Regions from separate parts of the Mus musculus genome. Here region 1 is linked to region 2. Evidence: chromatin contacts called from public Hi-C data. All regions are on one chromosome and are shown on one strand. Each heading gives the region's core, a stretch centred on a gene start, on an enhancer-like site or on the middle of the called end of the contact. The rest is flanking DNA. Distances are from core to core; before and after follow the strand shown.

Evidence for each region. A called contact is a pair of places that touch in the nucleus more often than the background predicts.
Region 1: a contact with region 2 is called in a Hi-C map of bone marrow-derived macrophages, with 20 read pairs. The contact joins two enhancer-like sites. A contact is called at or near these places in 5 of 484 Hi-C or Micro-C datasets (CD8 T cells, the CH12 cell line, the N1E-115 cell line and 2 more), 12 of 115 datasets of contacts at active chromatin or transcription factors (embryonic basal ganglia, embryonic limb bud, embryonic stem cells and 5 more) and 3 of 9 other capture datasets (adipose tissue, embryonic stem cells and liver).

What each region holds. Positions count from the first base shown.
Region 1 is chr1:151,369,506-151,376,674 of GRCm38.p6, reverse strand. Swt1 (SWT1 RNA endoribonuclease homolog (S. cerevisiae)) reads left to right here. Exons shown (of 20, transcript NM_025819.4): 18 at 4,301-4,367; 19 at 6,032-6,096. Among named protein-coding and RNA genes, the nearest start is that of Ivns1abp, 29 kb to the right of the region's middle. Within about 2 kb of position 4,899, at least 18 of the 459 cell types and tissues checked have an H3K27ac peak or open chromatin away from gene starts, as enhancers often do. A contact at or near this core is called in bone marrow-derived macrophages, where this site is marked.
Region 2 is chr1:151,093,479-151,100,968 of GRCm38.p6, reverse strand. The region is part of intron 1 of Gm36139 (a long non-coding RNA gene); the gene reads left to right. Among named protein-coding and RNA genes, the nearest start is that of Gm36077, 13 kb to the right of the region's middle. Within about 2 kb of position 4,743, at least 110 of the 459 cell types and tissues checked have an H3K27ac peak or open chromatin away from gene starts, as enhancers often do. A contact at or near this core is called in bone marrow-derived macrophages, where this site is marked.

The DNA of each region.
Region 1 (7,169 bases), core at 3,650-6,149, 280 kb before region 2:
GGGGGGGGGCATCCTTCTTTGCCAGGCATGGTGGTACATACCTTTAATCTCACTACCTGAGGAGACAAAAGTGAAGAAAGAAAATTGTATAAAGCTGAAGTATACCAATGATGCTGATGCTTGGGCTTTTTTCAGGGGGTGGGGGTGGAGAGGAAATGTAATTACCTTATTTGCAATTGACTTAGTAACTGGCTTTCTTTTTATTAGAGCAACATACAAAATTCTTTTTATATAAGCAGAAGTGTTTTAAGGTTGTTTTTAAAAAGCAGTGTTGTCTGACACCATAAGAGTTGGAATCCAGAGCGTCATACATTTTGGACAGTCACTCTACCATCGTGCTACATTCTTAGTTCAAAACAGCTACTCTCATGAGCACAAACCCTTTTGTGTAGTAAATACAGATGATAATAAAGTTCTATAAGCCTGGCGGTGGTGGCGCACACCTTTAAATCCCAGCACTTGGGAGGCAGAGGCAGGCAGATTTCTGAGTTCGAGGCCAGCCTGGTCTACAAAGTGAGTTCCAGGACAGCCAGGGCTACACAGAGAAACCCTGTCTCGAAAAACAACAACAACAACAATAACAAACAAACAAAAAAGATAATAAAGTTTTATTTAGAGTGAAAAAATTAATTGTGGAGTTGGAATAAAAATTCTAAAAATCAGTTATGTTCTACTTTTAATAGAGGATTATTAAATGTATACATTTACTTTGTGCTTAAACGGATATCCCTACAAAATTAATAAAAACAGGACTCTACAAATGTACTTTGGGGTACACTATAAATGTACATAGCTTAAAATGGAAACTGAGTACTCAGAGCACCAGTGCAAGTGTTGTAGGTGTGTTTGTGTGTCTGTGAAAGTAGACAGCAAGAATGGTGGCCCACGGTGATAACCCCAGCACAAGAACCAGGATTTCAGGGCCAGCCTAGACTGCATGATGAGAGATCCCATCTCAACAAAGTCCTGAAAGAAAGAGAGGGAAAGAGAGAGGGAGGGAGAGAGAGGGAGGGAGGGAGGGAGGGAGGGAGGGAGGGAGGGAGGGAAGGGGGGAAGGGGGGAAGGGAGGAAGGGAGGAAGGGAGGAAGGAAGGAAGGAAGGAAGGAAGGAAGGAAGGAAGGAAGGAAGGAAGGAAGGAAGGAAGGAAGGAGAGAGAGAACACATGATACGTTGCTTCTAAGTTAGAAATCAAGGACAGGTCCAGTGGTGTCGCATGCCTTTAGTCCCAGCACTTGGGAAGCAGAGGCAGGCAGATCTCTGAGTTCCAGGACAGCCAGGGTTACATGGAGAAACAGAGACAGACAGGAGGAGAGTGAGGGTGAGAATTGCAGCCTACTTAGCTTAATGTTTATGTATGTTTTACTTTTATAAATAAGATTGAAATGGCCTTTAAAAACAATTATACCCTAGCCAGACAGAGGTGACACAAGCCTTTAATCCCAGTACCTGGGAGGCAAGGCAGGTGAATTTCTGAGTTGCAAGCCAGTCTGATGTACCAATTGAGTTCCAGAATGGCCAGGGCTAAACAGAGAAACCCTGTCGCAAGAAAAACAAAAAATAAAGACAATAACAACAGAGAAGTATGCTCTTTGACGATGATAAGATGGCTCAGCAGGTAAAGGTGCTCACTGCACAGGGCGGATGACTTGTTTGGTTCCTAGAACAGAAGGATGGAAGGAAAGAACCAGTCCCACAAAGCCATCTCCTAATGTCACACGCGCACCGCGGGCTCCACGCGTGCGTATGAACACAGCAATAGCAAATAGCGTTGAAGAACGAGACCTACTGAAGGAAGCTACACATCTGTTTTGCGAATTTTAGATTTGTGCCTGTAATAACTTTTAGATGAAGTATTTAAAATAATGTTTTCTTAGTTTCATGTTCAGTATCCTATGCAGAAGAGGAAAGAGGGAGAACAAGCTAGTTTTTCCTTTTAGAAAACATGATACATTTTGAAGCTGTCTCTTCTCCCCTACCCCTGTGTGTGTGCGCGCGTGTGTGTGTGTGTGTATGTGTGTGTGTGTGCATGCGCGCTCGCATGTGTGTGTATGTATGTGTGTGTGTGTGTGTGTGTGTATGTATGTATGTGTGTGTGTGTGCATGCGCGCTCGCATGTGTGTGTGTGTGTGTGTGTGTGTGTGTGTGTGTGTGTGTGAGTGTGTGGCAGAGATTGATGTTGGGGTCCCTTGCTCAGTTGTTTTCTTCATCTTATCTGAGACAGGGTCTTCGGCTGACCCTGGAGATTGCCATTCTGACTAGATTGGCTGGTCAGTTAGCCCCAGACTCTACCTGTTTGTATTACCTCCCAGCACTGGGGTGACAGTGCATCATGTGCACAGCCATGCCTGGCTTTTATGTAGGTGCTAATAAACTGAATTTAGATCATCTGTTTGTTTGCGCAGTAAGCAGCCTTACCTGTTGGGCCATTTTCCCAGGCCTTGAGGCTGTTCCTCAAGCTTAGATGACTTTTTTCCTTTTCTTTTTTAATGCTCTACTTAGTTGTAGGGACAAATAATAACTAACATAAATTTGACTATGTAAGGCCTAATCATAAAATATGATTTCAAAAAATTAAACCTGTTCTTGGTTTAAGAAAAGATGGTTCTTATTAGTTGTTTTAAAACCTTCACTTTACAGTTTCAGTTTGAAATACCTTGTAATACAAGCGTTTCTCTCTCTCTCTCTCTCTCTCCCTCCCTCCCTCCCTCCCTCCCTCCCTCCCTCCCTCCTCTCTCTCCTCTCTCTCCTCTCTCTTTCTCCTCTCTCCTCTCTCGCCCTCCCTCTCCTCTCTCTCTCTCCCCTCTCTCCTTTCCCTCCCCCTCTCTCTCCTCTCTCTTCTCTCTCCCTCCCTCCTCTCTTTCTCTCTCCCTCCTCTCTCCCTCTTCTCTCCTCTCTCTCTCCCTCCTCTCTCTTTCTCTCTCTCTCCTGTCCCTCTCTCTCCTCTCTTCTCTCTCTCCTCTCTTCTCTCTCTCCTCTCTCTCGTTCTGTCCCTCTCTGTTGTATTTCCATAAGATGGACACTCCTGAAGCTAGGCTGGTGCTAGGCTGGCAGACAGCATGCTTTAGCGGGTGCCCTACCCTCTGTCTCACGGCACTGAGGTATACTACTACTATAGGACTAGGGATTCAAATTGATGTTCTCGTGCTTGTGTTGCAAGTGTTCCCTCACCCACTGAGCCCCTGGAGCTGTTTTCTAAAACAATTACAGGCATAAGATCTGAAATTTCTGTATTTCTTGTTGTGAGTTTATGAAATTTCTAAACATTAATTTTCTATTACTCTTGCCCATTTTTTTTTTCAAGTGGGGATCAAATCGAGGGCCTGCATAAGTCCTACTCTCTTTTAACATTTGGAAAGAGCATGCCCATCCACAGACAGGATCACCATCATGATTTCTTACTAAGGAGGTCTATAATCACAGCATCTTTTCAGATCCACTGGTGCTTAGTCACTTTACATTTTAATTTTTATCTATTTTATTAGAAAGTACTTTTGACTTACTAATTGAGATATTGGGATAGCTGACCTTTTGAGGGTAAGCAAGATTATTTATAAAAGCTCTTCTTTCAGTTGGCATAGAGTGTAGTGGCTCATAGCAATACTCAGGGAACTGAGGCATGAAGAACTCCAGCTGGAAGTCAGACTAGTCTATACTGTAAGGCCTTTAAAAAGAAGGATTAGTTGGCACAATGACAGCATTTTGGATTGTTTGTATCTAGATTCTGCTAGTTTGTTGAAACAAAACATTTCATTAAAAACTTCAAGGGGCTGTTAAGATGGCTCAGTGGTTAAGATCGCCTACTGCTCTTCCAAAGGTCCTGAGTTCAAGTCCCAGCAACCACATGGTGGCTCACAACCATCCATAACAAAATCTGATGCTCTCTTCAGGAGTGTCTGAAAACAGCTACAGTGTACTTACATATAATAAATAAATAAATATTAAAAAAAACTTCAAGTTGCAGTTTTAGAAGTATCTTCTTAGTAATTGAATTAATTGTCATGAACAGAGTGCTTGGCCACTAATAAAGGGTTTTCTTATTTTGAGTTAGAGGGATTTACTCATTGAGGCTTAACCTACTATATTCAGAGTGTATCTTTTCTTCTTTTAGATTAGTGGTTCTCAACTTTCCTAATGCTGTGACCTTTTAATAACAGTTCTTCATATTGTAGTGACCCCTACCCATAAGAAATTACAGAAAAACTTTTGAATAAACTTGATAAACATGAGTGACATGTATAAGTTTGAAGGAGAAAATTAAAGATTTGTTTAAAATTAATTTCCATTTATTTATTTATTTTAGGATTTTGGCTCCTAATAGTAATTACCAAGATGTTGAGACTCTCTATAACTTCCTAATCAAGTATGAGGTATGGAAAGTATTTATATATTATTCATATAATATTTATATATTGTTTGGATATAAATAAATACAAGAAGATTGCTATTGATATTTTCTTTAAATAAAGTGGTTTTTTTGTTTGTTTGTTTTTTTATTTTGAGCCAGGATCTTGCTCTCTTGTACAGGCTAGCCTAAATTAAAGTTTCTTAGTGTCATAAAAATTTGCCAATAACATTTGTTTTCTTAAACATATTATATTTAAGATATACAAGGAGAGCTGGCCCTGCCCCTTGCCAGCATAGGCACTTGGGCGAGCTGCCCTTGGGCAGTGCTAGAGAACTGGGATTGAACAGCTCAGTTATTCTACCCAGGGCTTTTGAGTTGGCCCACTCTAACATCTACCCCATCTATGAGCTGCTGGAGCTTATCAAGGGGCCAGACCTGCAGATCTAAAGCTGCAGGGTCTCCACGACACAGGCAACAATGGGCTGAGGGGAGTCCCAGTGAGGATCCAGTATTGATAGTGTAGCAGAAGCCAGAGGCCTCGGACCAGACCAGTGACTCATTGCACATAAATAGAACATCGTCTGCATTAGTAGTAGTGAGATGTCTCGGCTGGCAAAAGTACTTGCTGTGCAAACCTGCTGATGCAAGCTTCATCCAGTCACTCAGATTTGTCCTCTGACTCTGACACTTACACCGTGGCATGTGTGTGTACCACACTAACATACACACCCACATACTACTAACATACACTAACATACACACCCATATACTACTAACATACACTAACATACATACCCACATACTAATGATAAAGTAAAATTTCAAAAGAGAAAAGTTTTTCACTTTGTGATTCAAGTGTGCAACAGTTTGAATGATAGACTTTTACATTTATGGTTTTATAAATTACATCTCTGGGTTATAACAGACTTTTTTAAAAAACAGATTTTTCAGAAAATGTCCATGGACTAGGGAATACGTCTAAGGAAGAGCATTTGTTTAACATGCATGACGCTCTGAGTGGAATTCCTGGAACCTAAGGAGGTGGGGAGGGAGGAAGAAAAGGAATGAATGAATGAATGAGTGAGTGAGTGAGTGAGTGAAGGGAAGAGGAAGGGACAGAAATACCGTTAATTCAAACCTTTTCCTAAATCAAACCTCTTTAAAAAATTTTTTATTTTATATATATATATGAGTACACTGTAGCTGTCTTCAGACACACCTGAAGAGGGCATCAGATCCCATTACAGATGGTTGTGAGCCACCATGTGGTTACTGGGAATTGAACTCAGGACCTCTGGAAGAGCAGACAGTGCTCTTAACTGCTGAGCCATCTCTCCAGGTCCTAAATCAGACCTTTTCAATAGCTTATAGACATATTTTTTTTTCTGTCCAGTTGAATGGCAAAGTAATCTGCTCTTAAGTAAAATTGCACTGCATTGGGGCCACTCGTTTCTACTGTTTCTAGTTCAGTGAATAGATGAGTTGTAAAAATAGAACTAAAGTTTGCATAGAGTGTGGTGTTAACATTACAGTCACTGAACTTCTTCCTGTCATTGATTCAGTTGTCTTAGGCAGTGCCTGGAGAGCTGAAATTCTGTTCTCAGGATATGCCCCACTGGGGTTGTAATTTCATTGCTCATTCATTTTAACATATCTCCTTACTAACTGTACTTTGGTTCTTTTCAGGTAAACAAAAATGTCAAATTCACTGCCCGGGAACTTTATGATTGTGTTTCTCAGACTGAGTACCGGTATGTAGATGATGAGATATCTGTAACAGACTTTTACCCTGTTTGCTACCACTGTGGGAGAGTGAAGCCATTTTTTTTACGGTGTGTTTGTGTGTGTGTGTGTGTGTGTGTGTGTGAACATGCATGTAGAGGCCAGCAGTGGATGTCAGTCACTCTCCACCTTGTTTTTGGGATAGGGTCTAGCCACTGAGCTCTGGGATCTTCCTGTCTCCACCTCCTGCATGAGGATTGTAGGCAGATGCTGCTGTGCTGATATCTGAACTCAGTCCTGTTTTCATGGCAAGCACTTTAAAAGTGATCTCCCTAACCTCTCACGATTTTTTAAAACCCATATTAGTACAAAATATTTCATATATGCAGAAAGCCTGTTAGTTTATCAGCTATATAGTTTGAAATGGTTTTTATACGTTTGACCACAAGATTTATGTATGCATGTGTATACAATCTTATTTATTTATGTGTTTATTTATTTATTTGCTTACTCTGAAGCAAGGTCTTGCTGTATTGCTCAGACTGGTTTTGAATTTGTGAGAGCCAACAAGTCCTCTTGTGTCAGTCTCCCTAATAACTGGGACTATGGACATGTACCACCATCTATCTCTGTAGATTATTGAAGACTCTAAAGAGCTTTTGTTCATGTGGGCCACATCCTATCTAGTCTGTTTGAACTCAAAACTTGAGGGTGTGGTGGTGCATGCTATAGATGCTTGGAAGGCTGAGACATATTTAAGCCATATTAGGCAACTTAGTAAGACTATCAGAGAAAGAAAATAGAAATAGTTTTCACTTTAACTTAAGACAAATGGTTTTTATAGACCTAAAGGAAGAACTTTGTTGAAGTTAGGAAGTATCCAAAATGTTTTGAGTGCTCCTCATGTTTGGGATCCCATTACCAAGATGAGTGCTCAGGGAGGATGACTCACTGGAGATGCTGGACAAGTCTGAGGAAAGGAACTCAGGAGGTCCATCACAACGAACAGCTTTCTGCCCTGACAACCTGCTCTAGGATACAGCCACGAGTGATTGCTGTCAGAATACTAATTCATGAAGAGAAGGAAGTCAGTGCCACTAGG
Region 2 (7,490 bases), core at 3,494-5,993:
ACTGAGCCATCTCTTTTGCCCTCAAGCTCAAAGCACTAAACCATTTTTTAAATGTGTGGTTCCTTTTAAATTGGCACAGCATTCTCAGTGCTAACACATTTTGTCATGTCTGATTTATGGCTGTAGTCTTCACTTGAGAAAAATGACGCCTTTCCTCTTTCCTCACAAATGTCTGTAATAAATGGGTGCTCCCTGATCTGGGACTTTCTCATTTCTTTCCCTGTCGTTAGTTTAAAGCGCGGTCGGTGTCGGTCTTCCATGCCTAGATAATGTGAACACGTGATTAATCACAGCGGTCTCTCTTTGAAGCCCTTTCTTGCTGATGATTTCACAGCCAAGTCTTGCGGTGCAGATATTCAGGATCATTTTTATTTAGACTCCTGAATATTTGCAAGAATAGACTAGCAGCTATAGACCAGCAAGAATAGACCAGCGCTTCTCAATCTGCGGGTCGTGACCCTTTTGGGAAACAAATGACCCCTTCACAGAGGTCGCCTATCAGATATCCTGCATATCAGATATTTACATTGCGATTCATAACAATAGCAAAATTGCACTTATGCGGTAGCAATGAAAATAATTCTACGGTTGAGGGCCACCACAACAGGAGGAACTGTATATTAAAGGGATACAGCATTAAGAAAGTTGAGAACCATGGGTGTAGACGGTGAACTTAAGAGTCTCTTAAAATCTCTGGATCTGTCTAGGCATTCGCCACATGGAACAGTGACTATACTGTCCTCAACATAGGCATGTGGCTGTCTATGGGCTGCACTGAGTCACCTGACTCCACACCAATGGATGGTGTCTTTCTTCAACATAGACACTTAAGGCGCAGAATTTTGTTTATTATTGTACATTGGCTCAACAAGATAAGGGAACGTGCTTCATTCAGAGGCAGCTTGATGAACTCAGTGGAGAGGTTGCCCCATTGATTTCTCAGAAGCTGCAATGGTCACCAGGTGGTGGATCTCTGGGTGCACACATGTTCTCAATGAGCAACTTGGAAATGCATGAAGGAGCAATGGTTGATGTGGGAAGCACGAGTCCTTCTGACAGGTGTGTACATGGACCTTCCATACTTTCAGAACCTTTCACCCGCTCATCAAGGCTTACAGAAGTGATGGTTGAAGATCTGATCATCTAGTTTGTAAAATTAGGTTTTTGGTGTGACCAGAATTGGAGGGGTTTTTGTTGTGTTTTGTTTTTGTTTTTTTTGTTTTGTTTGCCCTGCCATTGCTTTCTGAAAACGATTCCTAGAAAATTTTTGACCTTTGTGCTACATGGAGAAAGGAAATGTATAGATTTGATAAAATCAGATAATTCTAAATTTTCTTTTTTAGTTCTTTGAAGGAATTTTAGAAGTTCTATTAGTTGAGTACACAGCAGAATGAGGCAGTTTTTTTTCCCCCAGTGTTGTGAATTGAACCCAAGGTCTTGCACACACTAAGTGAGCACTCCATCCCTCAGCCCCAGAACATCTGGGAATCAGGTAGAACTACAGGGGAAGAAAATGAAATGAAACATTTGCCCATTCGGTTCTATGATATTTGTTTATAATTCTACCTTTTAAAATCTTGTACCCTAAACTGGGTGTGGTTGAACAGGCCTTTAATCCTAGGACTCCAGAGGCAAAACCAAGCAGGTCTCTGGGAGTTCCAGGCCAACCTGGTCTATATAATGAGTTCCCAGCCAGCTAGTGAGACCTTGTCTTAACTCCCCAGCCCCTGAAACCAAAAGGATAAACAACTGTTCCATAAATACACGATCATTCAAATGCGTTTTAAAGTATATAGCACTCATTTACTCTGATGTTATGCTATAGATGTAATGTTTAAAGGAATACAGGCATATTAATATAGTACAGAAAAACATGTGACTGTATTACCATATTATATAACAGTATATAAGCTATAAGTAGGATTTAGTGTGTCATCAATTTTATATATGACTAATGTTTGGCCAATCATCCCTGCTCGCCTGAGATGAGGGTTGCCAGGGATATGGGTGGGGCCTTTAGTTAAAGATACATATGAATAATCAGAGTACACAGCACTCCAGAATATTCTCTAAAAGGTAACCCTAGCAGGGATGAAAGTGTCATGACTTGTCTACAGCTTGGCTGTATTCCTTCTCTGTAAGAAAACAGGTCCAATATCCTTTCTGGATTCTTGTCCAATCCCAAATGGAGACCCCTTACCTCTCTCTTACAGTAGGCAAGAGAGCTGCTACCCCAAACTCATGCCACTTTTTTATTTAGTGTACTACCTACATTGACAATTCAACACTTGCAGTCGGGATATTTGGGTACAGAGCAGGCAGGACTGAAGGAAGAATGATACATTCAGAAGGAACTCCACATGACACAGAGTGAGGCGTTCTGTAGAATGGATAAAGAAGAGCCCCAGGCCAGCTTTATGCCCAGAGAGGACACAAATGGTCACAGTCCATTACTGAGTCAGTGTCTGTCAGAACCACCAGTGCCAGAAAAGCCCAGTGCGTCTCTATGGAAAGGCAACATGCTTTCTAGGGTCTTTATGTAAGGACAGCACTTTGGGTTGCAATAAGCAGTACAGTACCACAAAAAACAAACAAACAAATAGACAAACAAACAACCCCCGAGATCACAGATGAGCTTTGGGTGTTGCTTAAATACAGACTGAAGGTTTAATTTCCAGCTCAATTCAGTCAAGAATTCTATCTCGAATTCCCCATAGAATAGGTTCAGATACAAATGTGTCATCTGTAAGAAAATTAAGTGGGAAGAACTATACAAAAGATCTAGGTTTAAGGATACTTAGCAGCTGGTACAACCGGAGGTAGATGTTAGAGTCATTGCAAGGTGGCCTGAACTCCCTCCTGTTGAGGCAATGTTTTATGATGGTGTTTCAAGCAAGCTTTTGAAGTCTCAGAAGCCATGATTTTGAGGGATCCCACCTGACATTTGACCTGCACGTGGCCCATCGGGCCCAGAAGCAGTGGGACAGAGTTCGCCATGTTAGAGTTGGGAATCCAGACAAGAAAGCTACCTAAATAGAAACATCCTGCTTGTACTTGCTGTTCTTGCAGCTAGCTGTCTTCTGTCCTAAGACATGAATGAAGAGAAGGCACAAACACTGTCTCTGTAGAATGCAGAGCAGCACTGAGACAGTCAGTTCTCTGGGTCCTTGAGGAAATGAGTCCATTCATGACCAGGCCCCACACACATCCCTTTGGCTTCATTTTGACAGTGTTCTCAGAATCACTCAGATGATGATCAAGCTTCCACTTAGTGCATACACACACACACACACACACACACACACACACTGACTTTTGCTTTGGTTCCTTGAGTGTCACCAACCTTGAGCAGCCTACCCCGTGTTTCCTCTTGCTCTCTCTGTCATCTCTCCTTTCTTCTCTCCCTTCCTTCCTGCTTGCTTGCTTCCCCCCCCCCCATTTTAATTCCTACCCAAGCCCACAGGCCTCTTCAGCATTTTGGGATAAAACTCTGACTAGAGCTCTATAATTTTCCCACCCATTGCTCAATTGTCCTGGTGTCCAGAGCTCCAAATTTTCCCATCACCATTGTCTCCCTTGATGAAACTTGGAGGGCACTCTTTTTACATGGCTTTCTTCCTAACAAATTACATGGGCACAGACGTGAGTATATGTTTTATTCAAATTGCTCTGACATCAACCCATCCGAAGAAATCCCCAAATCAAGGACAGTTTGGGACTGGGTAGGAAAGTTGTCCTGTTACTGTTACTGTTGCTGTTTTGATACAGAATCTCATGTAGACATTGAGCCACTGACTGTCTTGCTTCTACTTTCCCAAGGCTGGGACTGCAGTTGCCACCAACCCTGCCTCTGTGTGTGTGTGTGTGTGTGTGTGTGTGTGTGTGTGTGCGCGCGCGCGTGCACACGCACACATGTGCATCCTATTATATCCCATCCTTGACAGATTCCAGAAGCCCTGGGCAGCATGGGATGCTATGGTCTTACTTGCACTCATGTCTTGAGATGCCTATGGCACTCTTACACACTCTTCTAGTAGTTGTTGGCAAGCTGTAAAACTTCCCTTTACTTGTAAAAAGTCTTGATTCTTGGAAGACATCTTTATTTCCAATGTTTTCCAGAAATAGATATCCTTTAGATTTTGTGAGTCGTAAGAAACTAGAGAAATTCTTCAGTAACAATTTAAACTGATGCTTTGCATACTCATATTTATGTATATACATGGATATATGTATATACATGCATGTATGTATGCACACATATATGTATATACACAAATATTTGTTTATTATATATATATATATATGGGGAGAGCGAGGACATGCCCTTATAATGACTTTTAGCCAAGTTTCTGGTGTTTTATTTATAATTGGAGAACCAGCATTTGGCACCTATTTATGAATTAATAAAACTGAAATGTCACCTGTCTTTTAAGTGAAACTTTTGACTTCTGTGGAATTTCTAACTACTCCCATTTAAGAGTTGTGTCCTTGAGGCAGTCACCAGTTTGGATTCTTAACTATAACAAGTTTAGCATTTGCCCTTTAGAGATCAATCACCAGGCTGAAGTCGTCACGTGAAACGTTTACTGTTTATCACCCGACAGCTGTTCCAAAGCCTTATCACCTGCTCTGCTCCCAGCTCGCTCTGGAAACTGAGATATTTACTCCCTGACTATGTACAAAAATGCTTGCAGTATTTTAGCAACCAAACAAATCACACAAGGAGAAAGAGCTTCCAATGGCTTGCTTGTGGTTACGGTTGCTAGGGCAACCACTTCCTTATAGAGTGTTTAACAGCAGCCATGGTTTGGTTTTGTTCCGCACCGCACCCCCCCCCCCACCGCCCCTGCCCCCCCCTCCCCCAGCCCCCAGTGCTACAGAAGCAAAGTTTGTTCAGAAGCCCAGAGGAGCAGAATATAATAAAATGAACCACAAATGAAAATGCAGAAGAGGAAAAGTTCTGGATATCAACTGATGATATATCTGGTATTCTGGAAATCAAACTGAAAGCCAGCAGAATAAAGGTGGAAGAAGGAAGCTCAAGGTCCAACTGTTCTGTGACTACACCATGCTCAGTTAAACAAAGAACCTCACCACTGGGTGCGCACAGTGATAAGGGAATTTTAATTAGATTTGGTAACCGTTGGAAAGAGGTTTGGCTCTATTGCATGGTGATAGACTAGACTGTGAGACGTTGCATGGGCCGCCGAAATGAAGACAGACTTTCTGGGGTTGTACAGTTTTATTTTAAAGGAAAGAAACAATTGTGGTGCATGCTGCTGCTAAAACTCCTTACTGAGAGAGAAAGGACTTGAGATATTGAAATAGAGGAAGTCTAATTTCAAGACACATTTTTCTCAAGGCTTATGAATTTAGAACAAGATACATACCAGGGAGAGTTGAGACTGGTTTGATCCCGTAGCTTTTAAAAAATCATTATTTCTCCATGTGTGACTGTTTGTGTTTTGTGTATATGTGCAGGGACTCGTAAGGTTTTTTTTTTTTTAAACTAATTTATTTATTTTTATGTGCGTTGGTGTCTGCCTGCTTGAATGCCTGTGTGAGGGTGTCCGATCCTCGGGAACTGCAGTTACACACAATTGTGAGCTGCCATGTGGTCTCTGGGAATTGAACCCAGGTCCTGTGGAAGAGCAGCCAGTGCTCTCAACTGCTGAGTCATCTCTCCAGCCCTTCTTAAGATATTTTTTAATTAATTTTTTAGTTAATTATTTTATTTATTTACATCCCAAATGTTGTCCCTCTCCTGGTCCCCACCCCCCAGAGTTCTTCACCCCTCCTCCTTTCCTTCCCCTCTGAGAAGGTACCCCCACCTCCAGGATCCCCCTTCTCTGGGCCATGAAGACTCTTAAGGATTAGGTGCATCATCTCCCACTGAGGCCAGACAAGACAGTCCTCCGCTACGTATGTGTCTAGGGCTTCAGACCAGTCTATGTATCCTCTTTGGTCGGTGACTTAGTCTCTGGGAGCTCCCAAGGGTCCAGGTTAGTTAACACTGTTGTTCTTCCTATGGGGTTGCCATCCCCTTCAGCTCCTTCAATCCTAACTCTCCCATAGTGGTCACTGATCTCTGTCCAATGGTTGGCTGTGTCTGCATCTGTCTCAGTCAGCTGCTGGTAGAGCCTCTCAGAGGACAACCACGCTAGGCTCCTGTCTGCAAGCACAACATAGCATCAGTAATAGTGTCAGAGTTTGGTGCCCGCTCATGGGATGGACCCGAGGTTGGGCCAGTCACTAGACAACCTTCCCTTCATTCTCTGCTCCATTTTTGTCTCTGTATTTCTTTTAGATAGGAACAATTCTGGGTCAGACATTTCAAAGGTGAGTTGGTGATCCAATCCCTCCACTGTGGCCTCTGTCTATGTACTGGAGGCGGTCTCTTCAGGTTCCATCTCCACACTGTTGGGCATTTCTGCTAAGTTAACCCCATTGAGTCCTGGGAGGCTCTCACATCCCAGGTCTCTGGGACTTTCCAGAGGTTCCCCACCACCACCCTCCACCTCTGGCAGCTGCATATTTCCATCCATTCTCCTGGCCCTCTAGGCTTCTCTCCTGCCTCCCATTATCCCTGTCCTGCCCCCTTTTCCCTTCTCCCTCCCCTCTCCCACCCAGGTCCCTCCTTCCCTGTGCCTCCCTTCTAAGTGGGATTGAACCATCCTCACTTGGGCCTTCCTTCTTGCTAAATATCTTATGGTCTGTGGGTTGCATCATAGGTATTCTGTACTAATATCCACTCATCAGTGAGTATCTATTATGCTTAACTAACTTCAGTGAAGAACATGCTGTAAAAAGGTAGGGAAGAAACCTAACTGGAAGTGGAGAAATGGACATTTTGTTTTGCCTTTGTAAACCTAGTTAGTCAGCACATGACTAAGGTCCTCAGTGAATACACCACTTTAGCTTAGAAGACTGACCTATTTGCTCAATGAACATTTTTTTGAGCATCTATATTTTCAGTATTATAGATGCACATGGATGAATAACATGGAATTTCTTCTCAAAGAAGGAAAATATACAAACAAAATGAACTCTGTTTAAGCAATGTTATGAAAAATATACAGACTTCACTGGTTTAATTGGAATTCCAGAGTTAGATTCTCAACACTTGGCCAGAGTCCTTCAGGGAGCTCAGTTTGATATTCTGGGGCCGAAGTAGTCTCTTCCCTCCTTCATTCCTTGCCCCCACCCCACCTCCTTGCTCAGGTCATATGTATCCCAGGCTGTGATACCTTGTCTGCAGGTCATAGGTATCTATATCTGACATGCCAATCCAAGTGAGATCAGAAGGGAAGCCCTGGCTCTGACTCTGACCACCAGACTCTCCTTTCCCACAGTCTACAGCAGTGGTTCTCAATCTTCCTAATGTAGTGACCCCTTAACACAGCTCCTCAGCTTGTAGTGACCCCCAACCATAGAAAATTATTTTCATCGCTATTTTGTAACTGTATTTTTCTACTGTTATGAATTGTAAT